Linked DNA regions of Zea mays: all the other regions are linked to region 2. Evidence: chromatin contacts called from public Hi-C data. All regions are on one chromosome and are shown on one strand. The core of a region is the stretch at or near the end of the contact, and the rest is flanking DNA. Distances in the headings are between cores, read along the strand shown. Region 1 holds the start of LOC100277789. Region 2 holds the start of LOC100383907. Region 3 holds the start of LOC100125638 (granule bound starch synthase IIa precursor).

What was found. A called contact is a pair of places that touch in the nucleus more often than the background predicts.
Region 1: a Hi-C map of tassel shows a contact between it and region 2, with 4 times the contacts expected there. The contact joins the promoter of LOC100277789 here to the promoter of LOC100383907 in region 2. A contact is called at or near these places in 2 of 25 Hi-C or Micro-C datasets (ear and tassel).
Region 3: a Hi-C map of tassel shows a contact between it and region 2, with 2.5 times the contacts expected there. The contact joins the promoter of LOC100125638 here to the promoter of LOC100383907 in region 2. A contact is called at or near these places in 2 of 25 Hi-C or Micro-C datasets (ear and tassel).

The regions. Positions count from the first base shown.
Region 1 is chr7:35,362,081-35,365,366 of Zm-B73-REFERENCE-NAM-5.0, reverse strand. It overlaps LOC100277789, which reads right to left and starts at 1,708. Exons shown (of 1, transcript NM_001151269.2): 1 at 1,080-1,708. The coding sequence starts at 1,641. The coding sequence ends at 1,195.
Region 2 is chr7:35,625,158-35,628,520 of Zm-B73-REFERENCE-NAM-5.0, reverse strand. It overlaps LOC100383907, which reads right to left and starts at 1,614. Exons shown (of 9, transcript NM_001362227.1): 1 at 1,522-1,614; 2 at 345-530; 3 at 98-215. The coding sequence starts at 511.
Region 3 is chr7:35,893,645-35,897,084 of Zm-B73-REFERENCE-NAM-5.0, reverse strand. LOC100125638 (granule bound starch synthase IIa precursor) reads left to right here and starts at 2,150. Exons shown (of 14, transcript NM_001347904.1): 1 at 2,150-2,757.

The DNA of each region.
Region 1 (3,286 bases), core at 459-2,958, 260 kb after region 2:
AAAGTAGCTAAATAGTAGGTGACATTTAGTCCATTTAAATGTTTAGACTAACATCGATGAATAGACAACCAAAATCTCACTATACAACCCTAACAATAGAATAATTGCACACATGCATCTCCATGGGATGGTTCAACACAAGAATACAATGGTATACAAATATCTGAACTGTTAGCTCCAAATTTATATTTGGTACTGATTTTTTTTTGTTTAGTTATTTTTTAAAGCACATGTAGTCCAAATACCAAGTCATTCAATAAATTATAGCAAAAGTACATTTAAATTTTATAATGATGTGTTATTGGTAAAAGAATCAAATTTATTTTTAAAGATATCATTTGAATTTAATGAATTTAGGAAGAAAAATCAAAGTCAATTAAAGTTTGAACCGGTGAGATATGAATTTTGGAAGGTTGGTTGCTAGTTAGATTAGAGAAAAGGAAGAACACAAAACTGATTCGATAAAATGGTTGGGCCACTGCTAGTATGAATAGAGAGGGAGAGAGAGGTCAGCCCGCAGGCCGTGCAAGGCCAAGAGAATACCAGGTAAGGAAATGGGCTAGACTGAGTTCCTCCCGAGGCCAGGATGTGTTTATTAAAAACATTTAACTTTTGTTTTATTTCTAGGGAATTTTATATTTGTAGAGTTCTTACAAACTCGATCTAAAAATTCTACAAATTGGACGTTTGAGTCGAGGACTTATTTGCTTAGTATTTGAGGGCATTTTACTGTACGTTCGAGGAATGTGGTACGGGTCGTCATGAGAAAAGGAAGAAAAAAAATGCCATAAGCTGTTTATATAAATAATGGGTCGATTATATATGCTATGTTTTTGTCCTTTTACATATAAATTATAGAACAATAGTTTGTTTGATAAATTTATTTGTATTTAACTGAATATTGATCAAAGTTTTAAATTCCTGAGAAAATACAAATATAGAATGAATCGTTTGTGTCTATTAGCAAGCACCTTCATGACCGACTAGATTGCTCAGTTGTATCGGTCAATTTCTTAGCTCGTACAGTACGATTTTATCATGCAAATCATTCGGGAGGTGCGTGGCTGGATAGAAGATAAGGGTTTGGCAAATCACCTGCGCGCGAGCATACATTTGGGCAGCAACACCAACGCGAGAAACCAAACCACACAGAACTACATACAAATCGAAAGGAGCTAGAAATCTACTGACGAATCAATCCACGAACGCGTACTGCTCGTAGCGCACGCTGCAGTCCACGAGCACGGCCCTGGCACCGACGCTGTACCCGCAGGAGGCGTCCATCTGGCTCACGGCGGAGCGGAGGCAGGCAGCGCAGTCCGCGGCGGACAGCGCCGCCCGGCACGCGGCGTGCCCGTACGCGAAGGCGGCCGGGTACGGGGAGATGTCGTAGAAGTCGTGGCCTGCCCGGACCGGCGTGGCGGACAACAGCTCCGACAGCACGAACGTTAGGCTCGTCGCGAAGGGGTCCCCGGCGCCGTAGGACGCGCCATTGCACAGCACCGAGAGCGCCTCCGTGTTGGGCGTCGCGGCCATGGCGCCGCGCGTGTGCGAGGAAGCGAGCAGCAGCCACAGCATCAGCATGATGGGAGTAACGAGGAAGGGTGGCGGTGCTGGTGCCTGACGGGTTGGAGATGCCATGGTGCTCGATGTATTTTTGTGCGTGTATAGTAAGTAGCACCTTTTGACTGTGATCTTCTTGTTCTTGGGGAAAAAAATAGGCAAGACGTACGTATAGGTCGAGGCCGGCTTGGCCTGCCGGCCGGCCGGCATATGGTATGTGGTCTTTGTCATGGCGTGCGTCGTGGGATCCTCCTGTTGGGGACTTGTTCTTAAATGCTTCGAATTAAGAACAAGGCAACATAAAAAGTGTTAAGTGTTAAAGTCCTTCGTCCTTCGAAGCATTATGTCCCTTCGGGAAATAATGAGTTTCGGACGAAGATCATAAGAAACATACCTTCGTAAACATAACAAGTAATGACGAAGGATTCATATAAAGCATGAAATATAATATAAGCATCATCATAGGATCATTTCTATTTTATTAACATGGAAAAATAGAAATGATTTCAAATTACAAATGTACCTTCGGTCCTGAGAGAAGATAAAAAGTACAAGCGTGACGCAAAAGCAAAATGCCAAGTCAGCGTGAACAGTACGGGAGTACTGTTCATCTATTTATAGACGCGGGACACAGCCCACGTAAAATTACATTTATGTCCATTACATTTGTCAATGACTTATGGAAACCTGACAAGGTCCACGTAGTCTTTTCATCTTTAAGTCGGTTCCCCTCTCTGCTATCGCGACGAAGCTTCCCTGCGCACAGCTTCGGCTGTGCACCATCCTTCGTGGAGCTTGGTAATCAGCCCGTCCTTCGTCTGGTTCAGGCTTCGTCCTGACCGCACTTCATGTTCGTAATTCTGAGTCCGAAGGTACCTGTTCACATAATCTACTTGGAAAACATTGTTAAATCATGTTTTTGAGGACCTTCGGAGGACGAAGGCCCCCAACAGTAGCCCCTCGCAATATTAATTTGTTTGAAATAATAAATTCAGATTGCGACATGAACGAAGGCTTTATGCCGAAGGTCCGAAAAAACACCTTCCCTTTGCTAGAATAGCAACATTCAATGACAAGTGGGGTCTTTCAACTTTCAACGCATCAAGCGTATAAATACGGCCATACCGCAAACTTATTTTGCACGCTTTCTGGCCAACCACTCTTGCTCACTCATTTTTTAGCTCTCGTGCACTGTGATCTGCTAAGCTTTTAGCTTTGAAGCTTCGGCTTTGAAAACAGTTTTTTAGTGTTTCCGAAGATGTCTGAAGCTGCTAAGAAGGCTGCTGCTGAAATGAAGCTGAGTCTTGATGAAGAGAAGAACTTAGGGTTTCTTATAGCAATGTCGAAGACCAACACAGAAAAGATCACCAGGGAAATTCTGGAAGGGCTGTCTGAAGATACTGGTGACAGTGAAAGTTATGATGTGGACAGCGGTGGCGAAGACTCCGAAGATCGCCCCTGGCGACCAAGCCATTCAGTTTATGGTAAATCAACTATCAAAGAGAATCATCTTGTTAATATGAGAGGAAGGTATTTCCGGGATCTGTCCATTGTGAGGGCGGACGAAGGGGAAAAGACTTGTCCACACCCTGAAGAAAATGAAGTTGTGGTGTACCGAAGCTTTTTGAAAGCCGGATTGCGATTCCCCTTGAGCAGCTTCGTCGTGGAGGTGTTGAAAATCTTCGAAGTCTATCTTCATCAACTTACTCCAGAGGCTATTATA
Region 2 (3,363 bases), core at 365-2,864:
GAAGAAACTCGTGACTGCCAATTCGTTGTACACATTTGGTCGTGCATGCATGGAAAACGTGGTGCTTGTGTGTGACTGGTGACGGTGGTGATCTGACCTGCGTCTGGGAGCGTTGGTTCTGGAACCAGTACTGCACCTGCCTGCCCTCCAGGCCAATCTTTGCGCCGAGCGCGCGGCGTGTCGGCGCATCTGGGTGGTCACACCGTTGGTATGCACTGCACAGCACAGCACAGCACAGGATACTGTAGATGTAAGCGTAGTACTCAAGCATTTTTTTAAAAAAAATCCAGAGTAAACCATGAAGGCATTAATCGATTAATTCTTTCTCGGTTCTACTGTATTACGCTCTGAGTTCCCGAATCTGCTCCAGGGTGTGGCGCTTCTGGCGTTTGGACGCCGTCTCGGGCTCTGGAGTGTAGTCCTCGTCGTCGTTGTAGTCCTCCTCCTCATCATCAGTGTAATCAGTGTCCTCGTCGGTATAATCATTGGCCTGCTGCTCTTCTTTCTCCATGGGTTACCTTGTAGTAGTACTAGTAGAAGATTAAAAGGTGTAATCAATGCTTCTTCGGTTACCGACTAGTAGGAGGTAACGGGTTCAAATAAATGGGAACCGTCGATTTTCTTTCTATTTTATGAATTAGTTCAAATTGTAAATAAAGACAGAAAGAAAGACCGTTAAACAAGTGATGTCATAAACACGTCCTGGTAACCGTGACTTTAGGTTATACATGTCTCGTGACAACATATCGTGTAAAATAGGGGATTTACACTGTTTACAGAGTGAAGTTTGAAATAAGGGATGAGATATAAAAGACACGGGAGACAATTATATGTGTACATGACATTGTTATCAAACTATGGTTTTCTATAATATTAGTTAGCACGGTTACAAGATGCTCACATTATATGCATGATAAACAACTCATATGAATTTTTAAAAAAAATACATAAGCCTAACATGCCAGCTAATATAGGAGGTACACAGCTCCTAACATGACAGCTAATATAGGAGGTACACAGCTAACACCCAAGCGTTACACACACAGAAAAGTTAACATGTCATATCCTTCCCGTTCTCAACTCATTTTTCACTTTAGAGCCCGTTCGTTTTGATTTCAATCCATGTTGATTGCACAGGATTGAATGTATTTAAATCTCTAGTAAGTCAAAATTATTACTAACTTTTTTAATGTCATCCAATCCATATAGAATAGGAATAACTGCACGAGGCCTTACTATGATAGAGCAGGCCAAAACGAGGGGTTATTTTCCGGCTCGATCTCAATGGCTTCCTCTTGCCTAGAGTGGCCACTTATGCGTTAGAGGGTTGGGGAAAGCCTCAATCGGTGTAGGCTACTACGTTTGTACTAGTAGGTTAGGGTTCAATTTATCACATATTAACTGTAGAGAATTATAACCACGCGATGTAGTTAAACAAACATCCCATGGTTATTTTACAATGCCACAGAAAAGTCTAACTTAAAAACACAAATTAAAATGTGAAAGGTGGTCAATAGATACCTTTGAGGTAAGCCTTCGTTCCCTTTGCCGAAACCAAGAAGAGAAAACTATCGGAGTATGGCTCTTGAAAATTAGAATAGTAGCGGTGCGACGAGCAAGTGCTCTGGGGATGAAAAATGATACGGGTGCCTACGCGTATTTAACGACGTTTATGGCCATGTAAATTACTAAACTGCCCATAAAAAGTTCAAACTCTAAATATAGTTGTATATTAATACAATACAATATAATATCTAGAAGCTATCAGTTACTAATTGATATAGTACTATATGCATACTACTAAAAAAGATACATTAATTTCATTGAATAATATAGATATCATCACATATGGAATTTATATCTTTATGTGGTTTATTATGGCATGCTTCATTCTTGGTTGTCATAACTAGCACTATTTCACAACTTCTTATATGATTCACCAGGAGTTATAGTTTCTTTTGGCAATGCTTAACTCTATCCAAAAAATAATGGTGCATATTTATCTTAAGCACCACCAAGAAGAGATATACAACATTAGTATAGTAGGTTTATTAAAACCTCCTTCTATCTGCTCATTTGAGATAATTCGCATTGGTGTCTTCTAAGTACTATGGAATGTGACATTGTCTATTTTTAGAAATGCCCTAAGGATTTTAGAAATTTGACCCACTATCTAACTTGTCATCTCTAAATAGTTATCATGTTTGGGTATTTTATTACTAGTTACTTGATGTAAATTGAAATTCAACATGGAGGTAAAATTTGATAACCTCACCATTTTACAGAAACCCCCTTGAAGCTTCATAGAGAGCCAACTATAGTGGCGTAACCCCACCCTAGCGTTGGCAGCTCAACATCCAGTGTCTTCTCTTCTCTTCTTTCTTAGGATCAATAAAATGAATGGACACATACTATATTGGTGGCAAATGGGAAGATAGCTTGTCACTATTCGAAGGGCTTGCAACAACAATCTTGTCCTTGGAGAGTTGACGATCAAATGTCAAAGGATTATTTTTTGTCAAAAAAGGAAAACACAATAGCATATTTAAAAAACCTTAGGCAATTTGGTGTGCTGGCGTAGAAGATCACAATGATGGTGGAAGCCTTAGGCCGCTCAACCACAACAATGAGCTTCATAAAGATCATATGCCTAAGATAACATCTTTTAGTTCTAGCCATTTAGATGACAACATAATCTTAGGGCTAACATCTATGCTAAAGATATGTTATAATGGGACCTAGCCATGCAAGGTTAAAAGTTTGATCAACATTTGAGTTAAAACAAAGAAGAAATTATCTCGATTAGGCCCATTATATATTATATAATGGAGTCATATGTAAATGGGCCAGGAAGATAGTGACCAATAGATGATACGATGAAAAGAGGAATCACCCAACAAATCATTTGATGCACATCAAAGAGCTAGCATAGTTGAAGAAACTAGCAGATCAAGGCTAACAAGAAGATCTTGTGTCCTGAAGTTCATGTAAACAAGCCAACACGTCAAAGTCTATTATAGATGATTAGTACAAATTTAATGCTAATGCTTCCACAAAAATCATGTGGATATAAGCATTACTATTAGAACTTGGAATTGATGCTCCTAGAGCGCCTAAAACTATGGTTGCCTTTCTACCAATCTAGTTTTTCATGCTTATCCAAACATATAGATGTGTGTATAGGCAATAATACCAGGATACATAAAAGTACCAGAAAGAGAGTTAGGAGGGAGCATGGCGCAAGTTGGTGGCCTTGTTGAACTTGGGCATGAGTGGGAGCTAGTATGTGAGCGGTTATAATGGTTTGGTTGTAGTGTGCACATTACCCTACACCCTCTTGCTACTCATCAATTGATGAACAAA
Region 3 (3,440 bases), core at 901-3,400, 270 kb before region 2:
CATGTTCAAACCCTTTAAAAGCATATGCATTCTTGTAATGACAAAAGTTGGCAGATAATATTGCATACAAATTTTGTTTGAACCACTAGGGTGTCATAAAAACAAGGAAAAACATTACAAACTTGTAGCAAATATAAGGGAAGTAGAAACTAGAGATTCCAAATCATAACTGATATGTACAAGCACTTTCCTAAGATCTATCATAATGATGATGAAATGTAACAGACAAATTGTATCGTTACCCATATGAAAAACATGAACATGTCCAAATGCAAAATAGGATTTTCAGTAAAGTGAAGATGACATATGACATGTACACTTCGAATCATAAAACAAACAGACAGATGCAAACTTGGAAGTTGTACATATGAGTTATATAATTGTTGGCAGGTACACGGGAATGAACCTGCCAAGAACATTTTATACAGATTTCAAGGTTAGGAAAATAAGTGCCACAGAAATATAAAGGAAACTAGTAAGTGCAGAGACAAATGTTAGAGGTAATGTCATGAGAGAAAGACAAGTTTAAGTCTTCAACATTACATATCGTGCCACAGAAAATAAGTGATTCAGTGTTTTCGCTTATATTGGTGCATACTCATATAGTGCGAAAGGGTAACATTGCACATAAATTGCACAAATACATTGTCTTCAGTATGAAAACATGAAGAACAGTCCAATCAACACCACAAGGTACATATAATTGCTGGCATGCCTAATGTTATACTTCTGGTATACCAGGCGCCTAAATCACAGGATGAAAAACTTCCTAACTTCATACCTAGAACAGTTGTCTGGATCTGCTAAACTCCTATGGGCTTGGCAACAAAAATTACGATTTTTTAACACAGCTTCAGTGGTAATGTACATTTATCCTCACTGAAGTTTTCGTTTGATGGGGTAGAAGATGCTATACCTCTAGTAGGGATGGATCTGGGCCGCAAGACGGCGAATCAAACAAAATACGACTGGAGTTGTAAATCAATCGGGAAATAGAAAATGATTTGCCGTGGAGTTGTAAAGCAAAATACCTTAAGAAGGGGAGATTTACTGCCCACCAAGTCGAATCGAAGGGGATCCGTCTGGATCTGATGGCGCCGTTGATGGTCGGAGACGGAAGCCAACTAATCGGTCGCGAGAAACCTCGGCGGAAGCGGATTTTACCCCTCTTCGTCTTCGGTCGCGAACGGCACTGCGTGCTGACGACGTCGACTTCGTCTTCTGCGCACCCGAGCGGGGCCGGTGCCGACTCCACCGGCCGACGGGAGATCCGCCGCCGCGTCGCCTCGAAAAATCGCCCTTCCGCGGACGAGTGGAGACGGAGTGAGGTGGAGCGAGATGTTTCCGGTGTCTGGCGCGGGCGGCTCCTTCCGCGCGAAGAAGGCGAGGGGGCGGCTACAGTGAACCCCTGCATCTGGCGTGAGAGAGAAGAGCGTCGCGAGGAAGGGGAGAGGGTAGCGCTCACCGCTGCGCGAGGAAGGGGGAGACTGTAGCCCCTAAACGATGAACAATTTTAGCGTAGGGAAGGTGAAGAGGCATGCGTTGCAGTGAGTCTCAGGCACCGAGACGCACCAGTGTCGCCGCTGTGCCCAACTGCTTGTGTTGTGTGGCTGCGCCAGTGCGTTGGAGCCTGGAGCTCCCGGCTTCCAAGTTCCAACTTCCCAACAGCTAGCCCGCCACACCTCATCCAACAAACAACACCTGACTAATTAATACATGTGGATATATATTTTATTATTAATTTTTATCTTGTTGATTTCTAATTCACTATATTTTTCAGTGCTTAATTGTTCAATGTTAAACTTTATATCTATTTATCGAATTGTTTAATAAATTTACTATAAAATTATATCTGCATTCAATAGAATTGTATATATATATATTTTTGTTATTGACACACCCTATATAAAAGTCCTATGACGCTGCCATATGCTCGCCTCGTGTGGTTTAGCGCCACATTTGGCAGATAAAACTCTTTCTGGTGGAGCATTTTCGTCCGGATTTATTATCTTTTTGTAGGAGAAAGAAATAAAATCGCAGTACCTTTTTGAGGGCAGAAATAATTAAAAGTTCAAACCATCGTGGGGGGTCCGTCCCAGCACATGTGGCGTCGTTTCCTCGTGTCCCTCCGACACGCCGCCCTCCGTGGCTGCCTGCCGCTAACCGACGCCGGCGCACATCGCCTTTTCCCGCCTCCGGAACCAACGGCTCACGCTCCCCACCACTTCCCCCGCGCCCCTGCCGCGCACGGGGAAGACCACGAATTCTAGGCCCTTTTCCGCTGCTGGGCCCAGGGACGAACCGACGGCCCTCGTGCCGCCTGCCCGCCCCGAGGCCCCCACTTGCCCTTGCCTCACATCTCACCTTTTGCCTCGGCATATTCGCCTCCGATCGAACGCAGTCGCGGGCCGGTGCGGGTACGCTGCTGGTGAGGCGCCCGCGGCCCACCACCCCATGTCACCATGTGCGGTGGCCGCCGTGCTGGTGATGCGGGCAGCGGCCGGTGCAGCGATTGTGTGGCGCCCGTGCGCTAGCCACTAGGCGGGGCGCACGCCGCCTGTCACGTGGGCGATATTTTTCCTGGCCCTCGGCGGTCGGCGCGCTGCGTCGCCGCTTGCTTCCTCCTCTACTTGAGTGCCGAGTCGCCTCCGCGCTCTGCAGTCCCCCGACCCGGAGCCAAAGCCAACAAACAGCCGCTCCGCCTTCTTCCGCGGCTGCAGCCAGCGCGAGGTACCTGGCTGGCATTTTGCATTTGAGGTCCTTTCCTGCTTCCTGATCTTCTCCTCTACGCCCCTTTCGTTTCAAAATGCACTTGGGATTTGGGGGGGGGGGGGCAGTGGGCACTGCAGAGGGGGCTAGCAGAAGTTCTGGGGATTGCATGCTTTTTGTCCACCGTGAAGTTGTCTTTGTTCTGTGGTTTTGCACTTGGGACTTGGCTTCGGATTTTGGACAGTGTGACGTTCGTGTGCGCTAAGGTTTGCTAACCTTACTGTTTATTGTTTCACAATGTGCAAAATCAATCTCATTCTTACTCATCCCGTGCATCCTGCTCCGTGCACGCTCCCTATTTCGGCTTCAGTATCTGGGAGAGTACTATGTTCTCCCTTGGAGCGTCTGCCCGAATCCAGAGGTAGTTTGGTCAGGGGGGTTCCGAGAAAGTGATCCTGGGGTCACCTCTTCCACGCAAACGCGTTGTGTTGCTAGAAGTTTACTTAGAGGCACTTAATATGATGTTTTCGTATCAGGGCACCATTTCCTACATGAATCATTACACTCAGCCCTACGTGCCGTCACGTGCACACTTCTCTGATGGCAGGATCACGCCTTCTGAACAAATCTAGCACATCTTTTGGATATGCCAATAAAACACTGTTGTCCGAAGTACATGGGGGGTTGTATAATAACTTATTGACTCATGATACTTTTCATATTGGATCTAA